Regions from separate parts of the Oryctolagus cuniculus genome. Here region 2 is linked to region 1. The links are chromatin contacts, called in public Hi-C maps. All regions are on one chromosome and are shown on one strand. The core of a region is the stretch at or near the end of the contact, and the rest is flanking DNA. Distances in the headings are between cores, read along the strand shown. Region 1 has its middle 58 kb from the start of STRIT1. Region 2 holds the start of MME (membrane metalloendopeptidase).

Region 1 (6,626 bases), core at 2,099-4,598:
AAACATTTAAAAAAAAAAAAAAAAGACCAGGAAGAAAATGGACCTGTTATTTACTCTGATTTCATCAGCACACTTTGTATACATACATGTGTTGAAATGTCACACTGTACCTCATCAAGTGTTTAATTATTACACGTTAATCAAAAAACTGTTTGATGTAAAAAAGGGCAGGTGTTTGGTACAGGAGGTATGATGCTGCTTGGGATGCCTGCATTCCATCTGGGTGCCTGGGTTCAAGTCCTGTCTCTGTTCCTGACTTTAGCTTGCTGCTAACGTTCACTCTGCGAGGCAACAGGTGAAATATCAAGTACTTGGATTCCTGCCACCTGCATGGGAGGTCTGGGTTGAATTTCTATCTCCTGGCTTCAGACAGACCTAACCCTGTCTGTTGTGAGCATTTGGGATGTGAACCAACAGATAACAGATGGGGGTGCTCTATCTGTCTGCCTTTCAAAAAATTTTTTTAAAGATTTATTTATTTATTTGAAAGTCAGAGTTACACAGAGAGAGAAGAGGCAGAGAGAAAGGTCTTTCATCCGATGGTTCAATTGGTTGCAATGGTCGAAGCTGTGCCGATCAGAAGCCAGGAGCTTCTTCCAGGTCTCCCACGTGGGTGCAGGGGCCCAAGGACTTGGGCCATCTTCCACTGCTTCCCAGGCCATAGCAGAGAGCTGGATCAGAAGTGGAGTAGCTGGGTCTTGAAACGGCGCCCATATGGCTGGCACTTCAGGCTAGGGCACTAACCCACTGCACCACAGTGCCAGCTCCTCAAAAATTTTTTGATATAAAAAATAAAACACTACATAGTACCCCATAAGTATGCTTAATTGTTTGTCAACTACAAATGAATAAGTTAAAAACATCTGCATTTGCTTTGACACTCCTCTTACCAAGAAGCAGGCTCTAGGGCTGCTTCTCCTGAACAGGGCAGGCCTTTCCGGGGGACTGTGGAACTTCTGAGAATGAGTGATAAAAGGCAATACAGGCCAGCACCGCGGCTCACTAGGCTAATCCTCCGCCTTGTGGCGCCGGCACACCGGGTTCTAGTCCCATTCAGGGCGCTGGATTCTGTCCCGGCTGCTCCTCTTCCAGTCCAGCTCTCTGCTGTGGCCAGGGAGTACAGTGGAGGATGGCCCAAGTGCTTGGGCCCTGCACCCCATGGGAGACCAGGAGAAGCACTTGGCTCCTGCCTTTGGATCGGCGCAGTGCGACGGCCACAGCACGCCGGCAGCGGCGGCCATTGGAGGGTGAACCAAGGCAAAGGAAGACCTTTCTCTCTGTCTCTCTCTCTCACTGTCCACTCTGCCTGTCAAAAATAAAAATAAAAATAAAATAAAAAGGCAATACAGCTCCCCCCAGCGCCCTGCCCTTAGTGCTCAGCTGCCATGATGTGAGGAGACCCGAGTCCACAGGGGAGGAAACGTGTGGTGTTCCGGCCAAGAGGACCCGCTGAGGTTCCTGGTAATGACCAGCATTCACCACCAGACGTGTAAGGGACAATGCCTACGCAATGACTTCAGACTCAGTCGCTGACTGCAGCCACAGGGAGACACTGAGTAAAACCAGTCTGTCTTGTTCCATCAGCTCACAGAACCCAGGGGATTACTCACAAATTATTACTGTTATTTTACACTCAGTTTGTTCAGCAACAAAAATTCAAAACTGGTGTGGTATCTGTAGGACTGTCACTGGATTGAGAAAATGATGGATTCTGTGGCTCAGAAAGTATAATGTCCACATGTCCAGGGCCCAGACTCTGCCATAGCACCCCTGATTACACTTTCCATTTGGGATTATTGTGTGTGTACTTCCCTACCTCCTCTCTGGTGAGGTGGTATGCACTTTGTAAATACATGAAGAAAAGGGAGAAAGAGCACGGGGCAGGCTGGGAACTGGCCCTAGCCGATTGGAGATCGGAGCAACAATCCCAGGATCCCACTAGAGTCCTTAATAGGTTGAATTTGGTAAATGCTTCCAGATGGTGCCAAGCTGATGAGTACTGGTGATGCTAGCAACTCCATTACCCACCAATAGAACGACCATGTCTCTTCATACCCTAGGGCACATTTCTTACCATGACACAAATGAAACAACAGAGTCTACAGGGCACAGTTTCCAGGAGTAGCAATTGACCTTCAGTCATTCATTTCTAAGTATCTACCTATTAGATGATTGGCACAAAGGTAAACCATTCAAAATACAATTTTGTATTGAAACAAGCAAAGATGCTTTTTCACTGTTTCAGTCCCATCCCACGATATGCCAAGAGCCTCAGAGGGAAGTATTCACTTTTCACAGCTCTCAGGAGCAGAGACTTTAAGAAACCCTCATTTAAGGCATTCACAAAAATGTTTACATTGTAATGTCTTCACAAAACATAAGCCAAAACTGGTAGTCCATTGCCTAATTTGCCTCATCTGCAGATATGCCTTGTTTGAATCCCGGAGCAATTTGTCTCTTAAAGAATTTGAATTAAAGGCCAATAATTAAGACTCATGACTTATTTTCCAAGCTGGATTTCTGGATTCCCTAGGGAAGTAACCGGAAAAGGGAGCAGCTGAGGGTCTACGTCCTCAAGTAGCAACAGCCAGCTGAAGTCAGCCTCAGCTTTCCCTGTAGATGAGACGAGTCTGGTCCCAGAAGCTGGCCACTGTCCTCACCACTTTTTGTCCACACATCAGACTTGTGCCGTGCTTCTCTTATCCATGCTACCTGGCTTGCCCTAGAAAGTATTGGAATCTGTACCCCCCAGATCCAGATGGACACTGAATCATTCGGGCCCTTTTCCAGCATTCAGCACTGTCTTCTCCAACTTCTAGAAGTTCCAGACACAATCTTCATAGTCAGATCTGGAAACTGAGGCTCATCTGCCCAAATCACCAATCATAGAGTTGCAGAGCCACGATGCACCCATTTTTCTGATTACGGTCATAGGATTCTGAAGAGAGTCACATAACCACAGAGATCAGAAAGAGACCCAGGTTTGGTTGACACTCAAAGAAAGAATCAAACACAAAATTTACGTCTTCCATGAACACAGAGTTCCAGGAAAACTGGGCAAAGAGAGGAAGCAAGGAAGTTAAACCTGGCTATTTTACAACATGTCCTCTCCTTATGGGACAGATTCCTTCCCACAGCTGAGAAAGGGGGTGAAGGATTCTCAAACATCATTGGATTCTGGCAAGAAGGAGTTGGAGTGGCCTCCTCACCACAATAAAAGCAACTAAGTAGCAGAGCCCCGGTTTTCAGAGCACCCTGTGTGCGTGGTTGTCACCATATCCACCTCGGTGACAGTGAGTGTTCACCATGAGTCATGGTTTTGTTTTCTGGGCTCAGTGGCCTGTGGTCTGGCAGCAACCGAGAGCTGGGATTTTGCAACAGCTGTTCGTGTCACCTGGGAAGGCAACTGAGCATGCAATGGGGTAATTTTTATCAGCTCATGAGCACAGTCTTTGCCTGCCAAAAGGCCAGATTTCTCAGCTAGAAAAAAAATCATATTCCTATCTGGAACCAGTGTGTGATCTTTCAATACCTTTAAATGCCGAGGTGTAAATTCTTCTTATGCCACATGGTCTTAAATCACTCTGTCTCTCCTTCCAATTTAAGGCACAGTAACTCCTAAAGGGCATGACTACAACATTTTTTCAGATGTTTTGGTAACTTGGAAAGGGTTATCAGCAAGTAGGGTGGAGATAAAGGCTCAGCCCATCTTTCTAACTTATCTTAAGATGCCTTTCTGAGGGCTTCAGAAAGCTGCAGACCTGTTCCCTATCAGGGTTTCCAAACACAAACCTTTCCCTCAGACAACTGTCCCAGACTCCTTCATTTCATGGTTTTACTCTGGTATTTCCAGATGTCATTGTCAGCCCATCCTCCCTGGAAGTCTCCCTCACCCCCTTGATCCTGCATTTGCCTTTCCCTGGACCTTTTCCAGCCTCTCTGTGGCCCGCAGCCATGGGAGAAACAATGACTGTGTGAGGACCACAGGCACTGCCTGTCCCTGCAAACAGCACACGGCAATGACAGAGGATGCCACAGTGGGGACTGCCCACTCCCCTCCTGCCATGGGAAATGCTCTTAACGTGAGTGGGAAAACAAAACCAGCTCATTTTCTCAGCAAATGCAACATAAAAACTTACCAAACATACTTAGCTGGCAGGTCAAAGATCTAAACCTTCATTAAGTCCTGGAACACAGTTAAGAGTTGGAAAAATCATAACATGTCTATCAGTATCACTAATTGGGAACTGATCAAAGCTTTCTCATTTAAATGCCCTCACAGATTAATGTGGTTATTTTGAAGGCAGCCTGATGGTAACAAGGGGGAGGTTTCAAGGCAAAAAGCATTTAAATCAAGTAATATGGGAGGAGAATGGAACATGAAATTTTATTTAGGTCATTATGTGATAAAATTATCTGTATGTGGATTCCAGAACTGAAAGTAGAAGTAGTGCTAACAGAAAATTCTAGATAAAATGTATTGCAGTGAATATATGTGGTTGTCACTTTCATTTGCAATAATCTTTTAATAGTGCTTTTTGGTCTCATCAAATCTAGACTGATAATCAGCAAGTATTGATTCCAACCCCATTCTTCTACTGTAAGCTTTGTACTTCGTTCCTCTGAAGTTTTGAAGGCTTCTGGTCTTGAGTCCTATATAGGATGCAAATAACAGTGGCAGGGATTCTATCTCAGTTTACTAAGTGACTATCTCAGAGAAGAAACAAAGTCTTAGGAGGAATTGATTGATGACAGAGACTAAGAGGATACAGGAGAAATCATTACAGACACAGGGAGAATGCAAGGAATACAGCGCACGTGTGTGTGTGTGTGTGTGTGTGTGTTTTGAAAGCCAGAGAAAGTGGAAGGAGGCAATTCTAGAAAGGATTTCAAAAAGGCCTCCTTCTCCTCTTCCCCCAGGCAGCCACTTCACAGATTGAAAACATAGCCCCGTCTCTCTCATGCAATGTACCCACTTACCCACTCTTACTCCACCCTATTCAACTTATAAACTAAAAGGAAAGTCCAAGCTGGCTGTACTGTGCCCCACTCAGGGAACAGGTATGGATAAGAGTAAACAAGGAAACAATAAGTGCCTGAATTTTACAGAGGGACAAAGAATAATGGTTTGATTCCAAGAGGTACCAGGCCATTCAGATGGGCCACTAGTAGGCTGTTTCTATTACACTCTTGGGGATCATTACTCCTGGGAAAAGAACCACTGCATTTGATCCTATGAAAATCCTAGCATGCCTTCCTGATGAAATAGCATGTCACCAGGACAAGATATTGTTTTGGAACAAAGGGGGAACAAATGTGGGCTATTCTGAGATAGCTGGAAAGTCATGATTATCCCACAGATTGGACCAGACAATGTAATCAGTGTGTGGCTAATGCAAAGAGCATTTTAATAATATAGTTTCCATTTTTCTTTAACACAAGTGGTCATTCTTTGTTAATTATCATGCGTTGACCCAACAAAGGGCAGAAGAAGAAATATTTGTTTCTGATTACTTGTACTGTTGTTTTCCTTAGGAAAGGAGATGAGTGTTGGTGAATGTTGAAAAGAAGTTGCCAGAAAACATAAATCAGATTCTTGGCTCCCACGTGAAAGAGATCAGAATGTTTGGAGTAGTACACGCATCTGCCAAACCTCCGCGTTCACATTTGCACCACAGACTCCCTCCAAATCATGCACATGAGGAAACTTCAAAAAATTTGTAGAAATGGAATTTAAAGATAACTTTAGGAGCCAGTGCTGTAGTGCAGTAGGCTAAGCCGCTGCCTGTCATACCAGCATCCCACATGGGCACCCGTTTGTGTTGTAGCTGCTCCTCTTCCAATCCAACTCTCTGCTAATGCACCTTGGAAAGCAGTAGAAGATGACCTAACTTCTTGGGCCCCTGCACCCACGTGGGAGACGTGGAAGAAGCTCCTGGCTCCAGATATGCTCAGCTCCAGTTGTTGCAACTGTTTGGGGAGTGAACCAGCAGACCCTTCTCTCTATCTCTCCATCTCTGTCTATAAAACTGCCTCTCAAATAAATAAATAAAATCTTAAAAAAGAAATAACTTTTTAATTTTTTAAAGATTTATTTATGTGAAAGTCGGAGTTCACAGAGAGAGAGAGAGAGAGAGTCAGAGAAAGAAAGAGGTCTTCCATCGCTGGTTCACTCCCCAGTTGGCCACAACATCTGGAGCTGTGCCAATCCAAAGCCAGGAGCCAGGAGCTTCTTCCCATCTCCCATGCAAGAGCAGGGGCCCAAGGAATTGGGCCATCTTCTAATGCTTTCCCAGGCCATAGCAGAGAGCTAGATTGGAAGTGGAGCTGCCAGGACTCGAACTGGCGCCCATATGGAATGCCAGCACTGCAGGCCATGGCTTTATCTGCTACACCAGAGTGTAGGCCCCAAGATAATTTTATTCTGATGCAAAAATATTTTTGAAATCCATGCATACAAAGAGAGAAAGATTTCATCCATCTGTTGGTTCACTCACCAAATGCCATCAACAGACGGAGTTGGGTTATGTCAGATCCAAGTCTCCCACATGGGCGACAGTGTCCCAAGTACTTAAGCCATCATCTTTTGCCTTCTGCAGTGCACATTACCCATGAGTTGGAATTAG
Region 2 (6,626 bases), core at 1,131-3,630, 150 kb before region 1:
ATCAAATTCATTGTTGATGATGTCCAGTTAAAATAAAATTGTAATTTTTATCTGAAAAGTAATAGTGTTTAAGAAGTGTCAGAAGACCGAGATTTCTCAACTAATGGAGCTGAGTGAATCAGTTTATGCAAAAGTAACCAGGCTTCCTGGTCAGTTCAGTGGAGTGCTTCCCCAGGGCATTGGCTAAGTTCCATGCTCCTTTGGTGGGGACTTAGACCAGGATTTTAGGGTTATTATGAGCCTTAAGAGTCTATAATCTGCACACAGAAGGAGGAAAGTACAGAAATACAAGTAGTACTTTTCATGTCCATCCATCAGATTTCTTTATTAACTTAATTACCTAAAGATTGGTTAACTTTTTAAGGAAGTCTCCATTTTATTTCATTTAATTTATTAGCACTTTTCATTTTCATTTAATTTATTAACCACTTCTCCTGGCTTTTCAGTTTTGTCTTCTAGAAAAATGATGTAAAATTTGTTAGTGCCAAGGGACTCTTCTCAAGCAGTAAGTAATTCTGATGTTTAAAACAGATAATTGCAAGTTTGGAAAACCCCGTAGTGTTTCAGTATGAATTCCGCAGAGTATGTGTGTTTGCAATTATATATAATTCAAAGGAAGAAAGGGATCAATGGTAAAGCTCCTTATATAGTTGGCATTTTATAATTGAATTTAAAACCTTAGAAAGAAAAAAAGGGGTGGGGCGGGGCAGCAGGAGGCTGGGTTCCTCTGAGCACCTTGCCAGTTAATGCTGCTGAAGCTTTCTTTTATAAACTGCCTTTGTGCAAAAAGTATTTCCTTGTTTCTTATTGTATTTTAAACCCCCCTTAGAAGGAAGGAGTGTCTTAAGTGAAAATGTTGTGTTGCTTGGCGGCGGATTGATATTGACAAGGGTCCAGACAAGGCACAGATAATTTTGGTAGGTGTAGCAGACACACCTTAGCTTTTTGTTCCCTCTCCTTGTCGCTCCCCACTGCCAACACCCCAAGTCTCCACGGTTTCAAGATTCCCCAGAGTGGAGAGGTGGGAGCGGAGAGTTTCTGGACAGAGCTTACTATCCTACTGCTCTGACCAAGGAAAGAAGTGGTTAAAGGAAGGAAGGAAAAGGTGAAGGAGGGAAGGAAAAGAAAATACAGCAAAAGTTAGAAGGGAATGAAAGAGAAAAATTAAAGCCGAGAAAGGGAGGAAGGAAGCGTGGATGCTGGGAGAGAAAGGAGCGAAGAGAGAGAGAAGCATTGTTGTCTGCGGTGCACTCACAAGAGAGGCAGAGCCCACTTCAGCGCTGCAGAATCCCAAAGAGACCCAGTATTGTTTTCCTGAAAGCCCCGAAGCTAAGCAATCCCAAGAATGTTTGGCGAGGCCCTTTTGGGAATGATGAGGTGGGGAAACTGGGGGCGTGGGGAGACTTTCTCGCCGCCCCCTCCCCCGGGGCCCCCTCACACGGTGTGGCAGCATTTGGGAGACCCAGCGGAAACCTTCAGGTCACCCGGGGAACTGCTCCTCTCCTCGGTCCTGCCGCGGCGAGGCAGAGGGTAGGAGCGCCGAGACGCGCGGGGCGCGGAGATGTGCAAGTGGCGAGGCTTGACCGAGCGCAGGCGGGAGCAGCCGCCCAACTCCCGGCGCGGGATCTGCTGAGCGGCCACGGTGAGTCTCTCCGTGTGCGGGTCCCAGGGATGCCTGGGGTGCCGGGCCGCCCCCCTGTCCGGGCCGTGGCTGGCGCGGAACCTCCCCGGCGTCCGGCCTCGGCTGAACTCGGCGCCGCCGCCAGCCGCCCGGATCCCTCGGCGCTCCGGGTGCGCCGGGGGACCCACGGACCGACCCGCGCTCGGCGGGGCTCCCCAACCGCCCACCCGCCCGCCGCCCGGCCCCGCGCGCTCATTGGTCCGGATGTGCCTGCTCTGCAGCCTCCAACTTCTCCCGAATCCCACTGGTGAGTCCCGGGAGAGCAAGCCGGCACCTGGGAGCTGGGGGAGAAGGGTCCAAAGGGCTCGAGCGCCCTGGGAGTCGGGAGCCGCTGGGACGGGCCCGAGGGGGAGCAGCGCCGGGCCAGAGGAGCGGCTGCCGCCGGCGCGTGGAGCAGGGTCCTCGGTCCGGGTCCCGCGCGACCTGCGCGCCCGGGACCCGCGGCCGGAGGCGGAGGAGGCGTGCCCTGGGAAAGAGCTGTGGCTGGGACCTGAGGAGGGAGGGAGGGAGCGGGGGAGGGAAGGGGCAGCGAGGGTGACCTGGAGGAGGGCTCTGCGAGTGATGTCAGGTCGACTCTTCAGGTTTATTACCAGAGCTCCCTGCAGCCTGTGACTCCGGGAGTTATGTTTGGTTACCGAGATCAGCGCTACCTAACTGCGGCGGGGCTGATCTGGGGGCTGGGGATTTGCCATTCCGCTGTACAGACACTGGTTTTGTTAACAGCAAGGTTTGTGTTCATTTTGGTTTCTGTTGGATTTTCTTCTCGTTTTGTTAACTCACTTTTCTATTTTTACTTTTCTTAACCTGAAGATCTTTCCGCGATCCCACCTACTCATCTCGCTTTGCAACCTGGATTTCCTATTATATAATTTATGCTTCAATCACCCAAGGGTGGGTTGGCGCGGGGTGGGTGGGAGTGTTCTTTTGTAGGTGTAAGTTTTTTAAAGAAGGGCTCCTTAACCGGTATCAATCTACTTGTATTCTTTGAAAAAAAAAGGGGGGGGGGATTGCAACGGAACATCTCTCTTCAGCCTCTTATGGACTCCATTCCTCTTCTCTATGTTCGGGCGATTCAAATGGCAATTTTACTCAACTGAAAACTAGTTCCAGACTTCCAACGTCAACATTGGCAGCTGCTGAATGGCAAATGGGCTATCCAGGCGGGTAGCGTGGCTCCCTTACTCTGTTGCCAGGTTCCAGCAGTTTAAAAAATGGTCTAATACCTTCTCGGACTGGAAGCTGTGTGTCTGGTCCTAGAGCTACACTACACATGGGAGCAGTGTGGTTGGGACTTTGTGTCCAGATCTCCGTATTTCGTACACGGAAAACGCCTAGAAATTAATGTCTGGAGGAAAAAAAAAAAAGATTTCTCCTGAGAACCTACCTGCGAACCTACCTGCTCAGCTTCTGCAAACATAGTCAATGTGGAACCTGTTCCTCCTTCCTGTGCCTCAGTTTCCATAATGCAACCTGTAGTTACACAGCACATCTTCAAGGACTTGAAATAACTTAATGCTGTCATGTGCTGGGAAAATGAAAATTGCTCAGAGTCAGGCTTCCCTTTAACCAATCAGTTATCTTCCACATTCCAGGATTCAGCTATCTGATAAAGTCATGCTTATGCTCAGCTGCTCTAAGAACTGCTGCTTAACAGTGCTTTGAAATTTAGCTTATCCTCTAGCAAAAGAATTTATTCTTTCGGTGATGCCGTCAAGCTGTAGTTAGCAGGATTCTTGCTGGGTTAGAGCTGCTAATTCTCTGATCTTGTCTTCTATGGCAGTGTCTACTGTTCAGTTTACACATTTTAACGCATTTCCAGTTGAGATGAAGCAGTTTAACCATGTAGGCACGTTTTTGCACACTCTGCCTTAAATGGGACTACTAGTATCACTGTATAGCTTTTTGGAGTTTTGTTTATTTGTTTCCCTGTTCCCTCCTCCCCCCTCTTACTTGTGATTGGTGGTGGTTGAGTTGGATGTGCAGGTAAGGGAGTGGGAGTCGGTGATATGTGCCCTGAATTCTGACTCCTGTTTTCTTAAGAGAAAATAATGAATCATTGACAATTACCTAGAGGTCACTGACGAAGTTGGTTATGAGGTTAAACATGCATTGCTGCTACTTTTGTCCAATGTTGTGGTAAAGTGCTGTTTAGGAGCAAAAGATTACTTTGAAGAAGTGGGACTATGGAAGAAAGTTTTCAGATGATTCAAAGATGATGCATGTAAAAGGACTAAACAACATCAGATACTGCCTTAATTTCCATGTCACTATTTCTGCAGTGTTAGGTGCCAAGCGCTAGAACCCATCTTCCCTGGCACCCCATTTTCAAGGATAAGGGGAGAAGCCATGGAAAAGTAACCAGGAAGGGAGAAATGCTTGCCTACTAATATCTACTGGATCTGCTGCACCAGAAACTGTGGCAGTGGTAAAGAGAACCTCTAATTTACCATTGGCTGCCCTGATTCCCCTGCCAAGTCTAAGAAAGAAATAATAATAATAATAAAGTTTATAGCAGTAAAACATTTATCTATATTGTCTTTCAAAATCTTATTAGAACAGGAGGAGCGATCTTTAAGAAAGGGAAATAGGTGAGCAAATGTGATTAAATGTATTCATTCTTTAAGTCAGTCTTGAAATCTGGAAGACTAGGAAAATTAGTCTTTTTTATTGTTTACCTCTCTGTAGGGTGTTCAAGTATTAAATATACTTCCATCTTCTCTTTACCCAACCATCACCCCTATTAAAGTAGGATTATAATCAAGGCAATTCCATAGCCTATCCCCACACCCCTCCTCTGCGACTGTGAGACTCAGCTAACAAGAGTTACATTTTTAACATTCAGGTACATTACATTCCACTTTTATGAAGCAGGCATGGTTTTCATTGTGTGATAAAATATTTTTATTTGATAGTCTGTCCATGCTTTTAGCCTCATGTAATCAAGTAAACAGCATAATTAAGACTTTGTATCTAGGACTTTAACATTCTGTAGCTGTGGTTTGCTTATTAATGGTTCATTAGAGATTAAATTCTTAGTTATGGCTAGATCTTCCAGACCACACTTCCAAAGTAGAATCTTCTGCTCTCTTATCTGCCTCAGTTTACACAAAACACATCCTCAAGGAACTGTGTGTATTTAACGAAGATCTATTAGAGCGTTTCTAAGCAGTCCCTTCATCTAGGAACTAAATTTTATGATGAATTTGGATTGAGTTATTAACAACTAGTCTGTTCGTTTAAGATGTTCTCTTGTACAGTCACTGACGACAAAATGAAATTGTTCATTCAAAGCTGTGGTGAGTGACTAGTAAACAGATAGAGTCACTAGGCCTCTAAAGGATACAATGGAATTTAATATTTAGGTTAGATTGCCCTTAATTTTCCCCCTGAATTTCTGCAGTAAGGTCTAAAATAGCTTTTACTGCATAATTAAACATTTTTTTTTTCCAAACAGCAATCAAATGCATTTTTTTACAAATAATGTTTACTTGTATGGGCTCGGGCAAGTTACTTGACTTGTGTGCTCTTAAGGTATAGAATTGGACTAGAAATATCTACTTCATGAAGCTTAGAATAATTAGTTTGTGTAAGGCACAAAGACCTGGGATTGCCACATGAGAAGAGCTCAATAAATGTCAGCCATCATTAGAAGTATTAACATTATTATTTTAAATATAAGTTGCATTATTTTAGTGCCTGGCACCCTGACTTGCAAGGTAGAATTGTTTTTTAATCATGTTCTCCTCCTTCAGTTGCACAAGGAAACATTGACATGGTTCACATCTTTCATCTCAAGGTGTAAACCACTGACCATTTTCTAAATGTTGTCTAGCTAGTTAATAGATAACCTCATGAACAAGGAATATTAATTCTGAACTGTAAAAATAAAAGTTGTTTATGTAAACTACTTCAAGTTGCTTGTTCCTTTTGATTTTGTGTTTGTATTCATATTTCAAAGTATTGCTTAGTCAACACTTCAAGGTATTAGTCATTGATTTTTGAGCTTATAAAAGAAACCACTGGAGCAAGTTATAAAATTAACCTTTGATGTGAGTCCACAGTTTAGAAAGGTGAGTTTAAGACTTCCCTAATGATGGTACAGCAATTTTTGCTTATGAACTGCTGAAGTAATCATATGTGAGTATTTAAACTGGCCAGGTCATCCACTTTTGTTGGACTCTTCAGTGATCCAAAAAAAAACAAAAGATTGTGACCAAGACTTGTCAGATTCATCTGGCTCTAAATTATTTACTTGTAGAATCAAAATTTTGATTTGTCAACAAAATTCCTTTATTTTTGCTTTAAATTTGTGTGTTTCTTCTTTTTGTCTGTTTGTTATTAATATTTTTATTTTTTGCAGATTTTAGGTGATGGGAAGATCAGAAAGTCAGATGGATATAACTGATATCAACACTCCAAAGCCAAAGAAGAAACAGCGATGGACTCCTCTGGAGATCAGTCTCTCAGTCCTTGTCCTGCTCCTCACTGTCATAGCTGTGACGATGATAGCACTCTATGCAACCTATGACGGTAGGTTCCTCTTGTACCTGAGCAGTCCTAAATGCAGAAGAGAATGAAATATTCATCTTGGGCTCTTACCATCCAACTAACAGGTGTCCATGATGGTATAAATATTCCTTACTAAAATGTAACAGTAGTATGTCAAAACAATTAGTTTGGAGTAAAGCAGAGTGTCTTTTATGTTGGAGCTGAGTTATTAATTGCCAAGCATATTTAGGTCACTCCTGCTTACTTTATGAGGATTCTATTATGGGTATGTTTATTAGATTAAAGTAAACACAATTTTATCACCCACTTCAGTAATAGTCATTAGTCAACTTTTGTTGTATCATTGAAATGATAAAGGGCTTCAAAGGAATTTAAGACGTCTAATTTGAGTGTTGAAAGTTTTTTTTTTTTTTCCACAGTAAGAATTAGTAAAGAT

The links. A called contact is a pair of places that touch in the nucleus more often than the background predicts.
Region 2: a Hi-C map of an unstated tissue shows a contact between it and region 1, with 4 times the contacts expected there. The contact joins the promoter of MME here to the enhancer-like site in region 1. A contact is called at or near these places in 2 of 6 Hi-C or Micro-C datasets (psoas muscle and an unstated tissue).

The regions. Positions count from the first base shown.
Region 1 is chr4:125,773,188-125,779,813 of mOryCun1.1, reverse strand. No RefSeq gene overlaps it. Among named protein-coding and RNA genes, the nearest start is that of STRIT1, 58 kb to the right of the region's middle. Within about 2 kb of position 3,348, at least 1 of the 8 cell types and tissues checked has an H3K27ac peak or open chromatin away from gene starts, as enhancers often do.
Region 2 is chr4:125,923,660-125,930,285 of mOryCun1.1, reverse strand. MME (membrane metalloendopeptidase) reads left to right here and starts at 2,380. Exons shown (of 23, transcript NM_001101685.1): 1 at 2,380-2,408; 2 at 6,042-6,211. The coding sequence starts at 6,052.